2 separate regions of the Rattus norvegicus genome follow, and region 1 is linked to region 2. A link is a contact called in public Hi-C data. All regions are on one chromosome and are shown on one strand. Each heading gives the region's core, a stretch centred on a gene start, on an enhancer-like site or on the middle of the called end of the contact. The rest is flanking DNA. Distances are from core to core; before and after follow the strand shown. Region 1 has its middle 65 kb from the start of Rplp0l1. Region 2 holds the start of Magi3 (membrane associated guanylate kinase, WW and PDZ domain containing 3).

What was found. A called contact is a pair of places that touch in the nucleus more often than the background predicts.
Region 1: a contact with region 2 is called in a Hi-C map of liver, with 3 times the contacts expected there. The contact joins the enhancer-like site here to the promoter of Magi3 in region 2. A contact is called at or near these places in 5 of 12 Hi-C or Micro-C datasets (the A7r5 cell line, the Rat2 cell line, kidney and 2 more).

What each region holds. Positions count from the first base shown.
Region 1 is chr2:194,542,170-194,547,187 of GRCr8, forward strand. No RefSeq gene overlaps it. Among named protein-coding and RNA genes, the nearest start is that of Rplp0l1, 65 kb to the right of the region's middle. Within about 2 kb of position 1,667, at least 22 of the 93 cell types and tissues checked have an H3K27ac peak or open chromatin away from gene starts, as enhancers often do. A contact at or near this core is called in the A7r5 cell line, kidney and liver, where this site is marked.
Region 2 is chr2:194,401,740-194,406,587 of GRCr8, forward strand. It overlaps Magi3 (membrane associated guanylate kinase, WW and PDZ domain containing 3), which reads right to left and starts at 3,408. Exons shown (of 21, transcript NM_139084.3): 1 at 2,960-3,408. The coding sequence starts at 3,281.

The DNA.
Region 1 (5,018 bases), core at 417-2,916, 140 kb after region 2:
TCCTCTACAAGTAACTGCTGCACAGGAAAGATAAACTCCCAAGCAGTACTCTAGCTACACTCTCACTGCCTACCTGAGTGGCGCATACACTCCCCACCCCACCCCTAACCCTCCCCCCCCCATGCTGGGAAAGAACCCAGAGCCTTGTACATGCTAGCCGTGCCACCTCCGTACTATGCCACGATCCCAGACCCTGGGGGGTGGGGAGGGTCGTTGTTGTTGTTGTTGTTGTTGTTGTTGTTGTTGTAATTAAGCAAATAGGTAGAAATAATGAACACTCTCCTAGGACCAAATCTTTGTGGAAGTCTGAGCCATGAAGGGCCTAGGGAGTAAGGTGAAGACATAGTATTAAGTCAGAAGCCTCAGTGGCTGCCCAGAGCTCCTGGTGGGCGGGGCTGCCTCTGTGCTGCAGAACGTGTTGTGGCTGTTCCCTCAACTTTTATTGCCCTGGCTGTGCGTGGGCTGTGAGAACCCTGCTCCTGTCCCCAGGGCACCTTAAAGGATCTTCAGTACCTCAACTCTCAAGTTCAAAGGTGGGAATACACAAGGTGTGTCTGAGGTGTGGGAAAAAGAGCAGAGTCAGGAAAGGAGTGGGGGAAAGGGTTGCCCAGGGCCAGGAAGGAAAGAACGGAAAGGGAGGGAGGAGAGGGAACTAGGGGAATAGTTTATCTGAGGTACAGAGGAACCGTGCCAGAGGTGGGGGTGGGGCATGTGCAAAATCCCTTGCCCCTATAATCACATGCAAATCTATAAAGAAGGCCAGGGGCTTCTATCAGAGTCTCGGAAACACGGTGGCCGCGAGCAGCAAGTCGACAGACACTGTGCTAGCAAGCAGCTTGTGCACAGGTTTTGGAGAGCTCGGTCTGGCAACGGTGTGCATACTAGAATGGAGTCTCACTAGTTCTGCTGGTGGAAAACATGTTCCATGGCAAGATAATGTGTAAATATTTGAAATCTGACATGTGGGTGTTTAATAAGATTGTCTGCCTCTCTGTGGAGGAGTTAAAAATGTTTACTTCTAATAGAGGCGGGCCCTGAGTTCATACAGAAGCCTGAGAGTTCAGGAAAGTACCCACTAGCTGCGTGGCCTCCTTTGCTGACTGCCCCACAGTTGGCTTTGACTCTGCCGGAGGCTCTCAGCTCTCTGATCTGCCTTTTCTCTCATTCCAGGTTGGCTGGGTGCTGGTCATCGATTTACTCATTCCACAAATATTTTCTTGAATGCTGACTACTGTGCCAGGGTGTGAGTCAAACCCAGCCTTGACCTCAAATAAACCACAGGCAGCAAGGGAGAGAGATGGGGAATCAGGCGATGGGAGCGTGGGCTAAGAGCATCAGTGTGGGGGTAGAGGGACAGCCCATACGCTGCACCAGTGGAGGGGAAGCAATCAAAGTAGCCCACGTGTTTCTGAGCCCAGATGCCCCCTAGCCTCTTTGAGCCTAAATCCTCTCAGTCATGGAAATGAGTCTTACATTAGGCGACTACAGGACTAAGGACCAACCACTATCTGCTCCTTTTCCTTTTCATTCTAAGCTCCAGGACACATAACAGAGAAAAGAGCTAGCCTAAAGAGGTGGGTTTGAAAACATAGGACATGGGAGACAGTCCCATGGGTAAGAGCACTTGTTGCTCTTGCAGAGGACTCTGGTTTGCATCCCAGCTCCCACATGGTGACTCACAACCATCTGTAACTTCAGTTCCCGGAGATCCAACACTCTCTTCTGACCTTGGCAGGATCCAGAATCACACATGGCACACACACATGCAGGCAGGCAAGACACACACATGTAAAGTAAGTTTAAAAAGAAAAACAAAAAATTACATTTGTCGTATTTGCCAGGGACGTTTCTCTGAACCAGCCGCCTGACAGATAACTCTTCTGGTCTCATTTTAGCTGACATCTGTGCCTAGGTCTCCAGGGAAGAGTCCCTGGGTAGGAGTTCCCATTGCTGTCACGTATCAATGAAAGAGTGGGTACCCACCCTCTCTGTCTGAATTTAATACCCGACTCTTGAACACCTTGGCTGCTGAAAGGGTGCATGGGTCAGAGTCATCCTGATACTTAGGGAGAAGTAAGGAGGAATGGGCATCAAAGGAAATGGCTATGGTGGCTCACACCTAATGTTAGCACTCCGGAGGCTGAGGCAGTAGGATTGTTGTGACTTCAAGAGCAGCCTGGGTTATAACAATGAGTTCCAGCCCTGTCTCACAAAAGAAAAAAGTACAGAGATAGATGGTGGGCGGTAGGATATAGGTGGGGTGGAGGTAGTGAGTGGGTGGTGGGGTGTAGCTGGTGGGTGCTAGGGTGTAGGTTGGGGCTCATATGGTTGTAAAATCTAAAACCTGCAGGGTAGGGGGCATACTGGGAAGAGTTTGGTGTTCTGGCCATAGACTGTCCTTGGACTCACTTCCACTACTTGGATGATGCCCACTTCCATTACAGAGAGAAAACTGCTTTAGGCAAACCTCCACTGGTTTTCATGAATCCTGCCCTTAATATACCCTCTCAAAAAAATCTAGAATAAAAAATCAAACAGCTGCATATTGTGACCTAAGTAAGTTGACACATACAATTACCTGCCCCAGGGCTGGCCATCTGAACTGTTCCTCATCATTGAGAGAGGCTAAGAGAAGGAAGACAAGCATTCCACACACCAGGAATGAGGAGGTAGCCTCTCCTCCCCACTTAAAACCCCACCTAAGGAAGTGGCCCTTCCTTTCCTTTCTTCTTGCGCTAGGTGTTAAGTGGACATAGTAGAGCGTATTACTGACCTGGGATCTTCCTCTCCTGTGACCTCTGGGGTGGCTTGCCCTGTTGCATACTTGATGTTACCATTTACAAGATAATTTGGCACACTCCATAGCCCAATGACCTGGCATTAAAAAGATACTCTTCTGTGTCTTAGATCTGCCTTCTTTCTGTCTACAGGTCCTGGGTAATGGAGTCATGAACCTTAAATTAACACAGTGTATGCTGGGCCTGTGGGTTTTCCTCTTTTAATAATGCTTAACAGCTTTCAAAAACTTCTAGTGTTTTCTGGGAGATTAGACGTGAAAGACGCTATGGGATTACCTGTTCTGCACTTCCGGTTGGTGGGTTGCCAGAAGTCCAACAGCACCAAGAGGACCAGTTCTGACATGCAGGAGAACGACAGCTCCATCTCCATCCCTTCCTCCTGTGGGATCCAACCTCGGCCCATCTCTCAGGTCCACACAGGTTGGGAAGGAAGCCTTTGCTCTCCTGACATTTATAAGGTGGTACTAGAGGGGAGTGGAACAGGTGGGATCCTTAAAGACAGGAACTCGGGGCTGGAGAGATGGCTCAGCTGCTAGGCACATCTACTGTTCTTCTGGGGAACCTGAGATCAGTTTCCAGCACCCGCATTAGAGGCTCACAAATGCCTGCCATTTCTGCTCCAGGCCTGAGACCCTTTTTTCTTGCCTTCATGGACATAAACACAGAGACACACACACACATACATATGCATGATTAAAACAAAATAAATCTTAGAAATAAAATCAGAAACTTTTTTTTTAATTCCCCATCACTTACATCCTGCTGGAACACTGTAGGTACTGGGGAGCACTGTTGGCTGACCAGGAGATTGGAGAGCACCCGCTGAGATGTCCCATGAGAGATTGTTTCAGAGCGCGCATGGGCGCACGCACGTTAGTACAGACACACACACACACACACACACACACACACACACACACACACACACACACAGTGACAAGACTGTCAGTAACTGTTTCCTGCATCTAAAGAGTTACATTGGCTTTTTTCAATTGATCCAGCAGAATTACTGGCACTTGCAACTTTATTTCCCTTTGGGAAATGTTACTGATCTTAAAAAAAATCTACTTCATTATAAATTGAGAGCCTCCTGTCCACGCCATCCCCACTGGCACCCGATTCCTGGACTTGTGCAGATGAGAGACAGGAAAAGTTTCTGTTTCCCCTGTTCTGTTCCCCCATCCACCCACAGGGCACAGTGTCTGCTGCAGCTCCTTAGATGTTGTATTGCCCCAGGGCAGAAACCATTCCTTGTTCTCACACTCAATGTGCACTCTCAGGCCCAAGCTAACTGTGAACCCAAAAGGTGAGGCGATCATCAGACTACTCTTCAGAGACAGCCATTTTCAACTCACACTTTCTTCCTAGAGTGTGGGAGGTACCTGTTGTGAAGGCAGTATTGGGCAAGAGTGTGTGTAGTCATGTTCGTAGACACACCAACACAGCACACTCGTACACAGCCACATATACACACATGCACACATATACACACATGCACACATATACACACATGCACACATATACACACATGCATGAACACGCACACACACAGGCACATATGCACTCATGCACACATACATGAACATGCATAAACACGGGCACATATATATACACACATGCACACATACGCACACATACATGAATACACACACACAACACACAGAAACACATACACACACGCATCAACACATGCATGCACACATGCGCACACACTCTTATGTGGGCCAGCCAAGAGTGGCTTTCTTCCTCCCTCAAGTTCTCCTGTCTAACATTCCTCTGGTCTTATCAGGAGAGGAGCTCCTGGCCTTCAGAGTGAGTGTTGTCAATGCAAGAGACAGTCAGTTAATTAGAGACAGCGTCTCCATGAATAACCATGCAAAATGTTTACTGCTGGGGTTCCAATAGCAACAGTCTATGCGATCTCTTTCTTTCCCTTTTAATCCATTATGTAAACCTTTTAAAGAGTAGCCTAGGAAACAAATTCTGAAGAGTGTTTTTCAGCCTCATATATTAGAGTAGATCAGCAATTTTCAGGTTAAGGACAACTTCGGTTTTCGTGATTAGACGGGAGGGGGCCAAGCAGAGTTGACGCTAACCTACGATACACAGGGCCCCTACAACAAAAGATTACGGTGCTGAGAGTAAAATTCCCTAAGTCAAGTGGATATTTGGTCTGTCGTTATTATGCTACTGTGTGGGGAAGCAAACGCTGAGCGACTG
Region 2 (4,848 bases), core at 2,158-4,657:
GCAATAAATGGGACTAAAGATTTACCTATAAACATTAAAGTATTGATTGCTAAGTACTATGTCAACATTAAACCAAAACTGAATTCTCTAATTGAAAAATGGATCCAAATTTTCAATTGCCCATTAAAAAGTACAAAATAAATACAACTCTAAAGCAAAAGTGTAAGAAAATCAGAAAAAAAGACATACTCTATGTGCCTGCAATAACAGCACTGACAGAGTCCCCGAGCCTCTCCAGAGAGAAGAAAAGGCCAGAGTCAAGAAGTAGTGCTACAGCAACTCATTCCTCTGACACAAACTGACAGAAGACAGTATAAGACCATTCCTCATTAACAGACATCCTACAGACACAGCTACATTTTACTCTTTAGCTTCTAAATGACTCTCAAGAATACAGTTTAACAAAGAGTTACTGGTCAGGAGTGTAAATCTACTATATAATGTTTGAAATTAAAAATTTCACAAAGTTTAGAAATAATGGGAGTGGGGGCAGGGAAAGTTTCTTTCTAGACCACCTTACACTGTGTTTTCATGATTTTCTAAATGAATCCCAACTATATAGACTCCAAGATTCTCTGGAGATATACTTGTGCAATTTTTAAGCTAATTCCAAAGTTCTACAAATCACATCTTCAGGTTCTTCATTTCTAGTGTTTAAAGCTTATGTTCAACCTACAAAACCCTTGGTATTTCATTATAAATAATGCTTTAAGTAAAGCCATTTAGGAAAGCCATAAAATATACTACCTAACAAATATTTTCATTACAATTTGCTTAAAACAGTTTTAAATTTCAGATGGCACAAAATAGTGGTACCCACTACAAATTATAGATGTTGACCATATTTTACAAAGCAAGCACAACATTCAGAACTGTTTCTAATAAATTGGAGTGCAGCACTGACACCAGTTATTCCCCTTATTTTCACTAAATATTTAAAGCAGGACAGCGTCTTTGGATGACAAGGAGGCAAAATTTTATTAATACAAAAATGCTGACTATATTCTGGGGCATGGAAGATTTCGTCAATACTCTTAACTAATACTACTGTATAACCCTTTAAACCCTGAAGCATTTTCTCCAATTTCATGTGAAAGGTATGTAACATGTAAAACAGATTGGTATTTATTAAGGAGCCATCCCTCTGGTCTTTTAAATGAGCCACAGTGATTTGGAATAGAACAACTTCCTCCACAACTTTATGACTTTATTCTCTCAGAAATGCCCCCACTGATCAAAACAAAAGAGCCATGATGCACATGTTCTCCTTATTTCTGGCTCATGGGACCTCATCTAAGTCAAAGGTTCTCAACTCCCTAATGCTGTGGACCCTTTAATACAGTTCCTCGTGTTGCAGTGACCCCCCCCCCAACATAAAATTATTTCATTGCTACTTCATTACTGTAATTTTGCTACTGCAATGAATCGTAATGTAAATATCTGATATGCAAGATAGCTGATACACAACGCCCAAAGGGGTCGAGACCCACAGATTGAGAACCAATGGCCTAACCATACCTAGGATAATAAATGTCTGTATAGTGTTTTGAATGTTATAAACAGTAACCAACACGCCAAATTATAGCCCCCAAAGTCTTCCCTCCATCCTTTCAAATACGGTTAGAAGTTAAGTGTTAAAACTCTTACAATTCTCACAAACATAGAGAAAGGATGTTTACAGTTTGACAAAGTTCTAAAGATTAACAATAAGAAAAACCCACAAACATACAAATCTTAACAGTATCACAGAATAGGTTATATGACAAGTGCCTTCATTTAAGCTAGTAAGATTATGTTACATACCCACAACACATGGATACTGCATCAAACCATCAGTCGCAATTAGCTCAAGGACTACTAAAGAGACAGTCCTAAAGTGAACTGAAGACAAGAAGAGGGAGGGGGGGAGAGGGGGATGAGAAAGAGAGGGGGGAGGCAGAGAGAATATTAAAATTTCTCTAGAATTTTCTAGCATTTTGTAATGAAAGGGAAGACCAAAATCTAGCCCAGGTCACAATTTGGCAGCCCCATATGCTTAGATGTACCCTATCTATGTTCAGCAGAAACAATTTGATTTCTAGTAACAATGATGAATCACAATGCCTGTGTCTACAACCATCTCAGAAGCCAGAACCACATCCTTCCAATACCGAACGGACCAACAATGTTCTCACTTACAAATTCGTAAGAAAACTTACTACATACTACCAGCCCAGACTGTGCGCAGTCTGATCAATGCTTTCCAACTAGGGAATATGCCATAAGCGTAACGTGCTTTGCAGCACATTTTACGAGCATCAAAGACACCAGGGCACCAAAGGTTCTTTTTTTACCCAGCGCTTCAACAAATTCTGTAGATTCGAAAGCTTTACAAAGGCATTTGCTCGGCTGGGTACCTAGATCTTCCTTCCAAACCCAGACTACACAACAGTTCCACTGCCTCATACCGCACATTGTACCTCATTGGTACTCAGACACCTGAGCCACCTAGACCCAAAGAGTGGGACTGTCAGCTCCCAGACGTCTGCGGTCGTGCACGACGCACTGGGCCAGCTGAGCCCTCCCTGAAGCTTTCGTTGGTAACCTCAGCACTCGATCCAGCGCTGAGTCTCCATAGGAAAGCCTTTTCTCCCCGTTATAAGACACATACGTTCCAAAGAAAAGATACCATCATAGGACCTTTTCCACAAAGGGGGAGCAAAAAAGGGATGGCCTTCTCTAGGAAAAAAAAAAAATAGAAACTCTTGTCTGCCGTGGGAGACTGAGCTGGATTAGGAGAGCCAGCTAACTCCTAGTAGCAATTCCCTGACAGCCTACACAGCTAGCTGTCGGTTCACCGGAGCTCAGTTTTACCTGCCGCAAAATGGGAAACCCCGGCGCCGCCCCCTCCCCCCTCCTCCCCGGGGAGTCGGGACCAGGACTCGGGTCCCCAAGCCGGATCCCCCAGCCGACAGCACACCTGGCTTCACGGTCTTCAGACGGATTGGCTCGCGGAAGTGGCGGATGACAGCCAGGGTGTCCCGGTTGGTGAGCCCACTGACGGGCGTCCCGTTCACCTCCAACAGCACATCGCCAGGACTGGGCGCCTTGCCCGAGACCACGCAGCAGGTGCCTCCGCCGCCGCCAGGCTCGTCACGGAGCCGCCCCAGGTAAGGGAACTCGCCGCGCTCCGCGCCGCCGCGGATCTCAGCGCCCAAGTCGCCCGGGGGCCCGGCCCAGGACACCGCACACTCCTGCACCTTGCTGAGCCAATGCTTCTTCTTCTTCAACGTCTTCGACATCCCGACCTCCGCTGCACCATGGGGAGCCCCCGCGCGGGCGGCCGCGGTGCCGCTCCGGGCCCCGCGCACAGCCCGGCCAGAGGGGCGCCGCCGCCGACCTCCCGCCTCAGCCCGCTAGCCGCGCGCCGCCGCGAGCCGCCCCTCTCGCGGGCCGCCGAGGAGAGCCGGAGGGAGCGCGCGCCCCGCGGGCGGCGCCGACGGGGTCTCCGGGCGGGGTCAGCGCCGACGGCCGGGTCTCGGCGCCCGCGCGGCGGGAAAGGCTGAGGCAAGGGGGCGGGAGCTGAGGGAGCAGCTGGAACCGAGGCTCCGTCCGGGACGCGCGCACCGAGCTTAGTCGCCCGCTCGAGCGCGGCTGCTGCGGAGCCGGAGCGCCGAGACCAACGCCTGCCCCAGCTGCCAGGAAACTGGCGCTTTCAAACCCGCCGCAACCTCCTCCCCGCTCGGCCCCTCCCCCTCCCTCGCCGGCCCGGCCCCGCCCCCTCCCGCAGCGCAGCGCCCGGCGCGTTGCCGTCACCAGCCCTTCTCTGAAGGACTCGCCCAGCTCTGGACTCCGCGCCGTGGATTGGGTTCCGGCAGGCTGGGGGCGGGCCTTGACGGACATTCTGATTTCTGATTGGGTGGTCTGGGTAGAGGAGGCGGGCACTAGAATGACTGAAGTTTAGAGAGGGAGGAAAAAAGAAGTTTAGACTGTGAGGGAGGGAGAAAGGGGAGGGAAGAGAGAGGGTTGGTCTGGGAGCGGGCACAGGTCGCCTAGCGGGGAGAGGCCCTCCGCCCAGGGGCTGGAGCCAAGGGAAACGCAGAAAGGACCCAGGTCCCCATGGTGGGGCGTGCCCAGCTGGGCAGTGGGCGGGGCCTCGGATCTGGAGCCGGATGGCGATCCAGGGAGTGCTTTGCCTGGATCCTGGGCGTCCAGTGTCCAGCTACCTCGAGCGGTGGAGCTACTAAATGGGCCTGTTGTAGCTGAAACGGATTCGACGGGTTTGGGTTTGTTAATTGGTTCAACGAATGTTCTTGAATGAAGTGAGGAATTCGGAGTCCGGTTGAGGGTAAATATATAGTTCTGTGCTTGAATGCTGTGTGTTCTCGGGCAAGTTAGACAGCCTGTCTGAAACAAGCTGAGAATGAAGATCATTAGTTACACAAGCTACTAAACTCAAGAATGAAGAAAAGGTGATCCTGCTCTCGAGGAGATTCGTTTAAGGAAATAGGGAAGGAGATGGATTTAAAAATAACCTAGTGCCTGCAGATCTAAGTCCTGACACTGTTGGCTTGTCCTTGGCCAGCTCTCTGCTTCATGATTGTTTGTCTGTAAAGAGGTTGGAAGAAGAAGTGACTGAGAACAAAGGAGACCTCAGATCTCTCCCAGCTCTAATTTTTCAGAAACACTTAAGCTTTTTCCTCTCTTTATTGAACGTATGCTTTCTCGTCTTTGGAATGCCCTCTATTCCTAAAATTTTTTACCTCATCCAAATAACAGTCCAGTATTTCTAGGAAAGGGTTTTCTCTGAGCTGAGGCATATTGTCTCACTTTTGTGACAGGGCATTCTGACTCCCTTTAATGATAGCA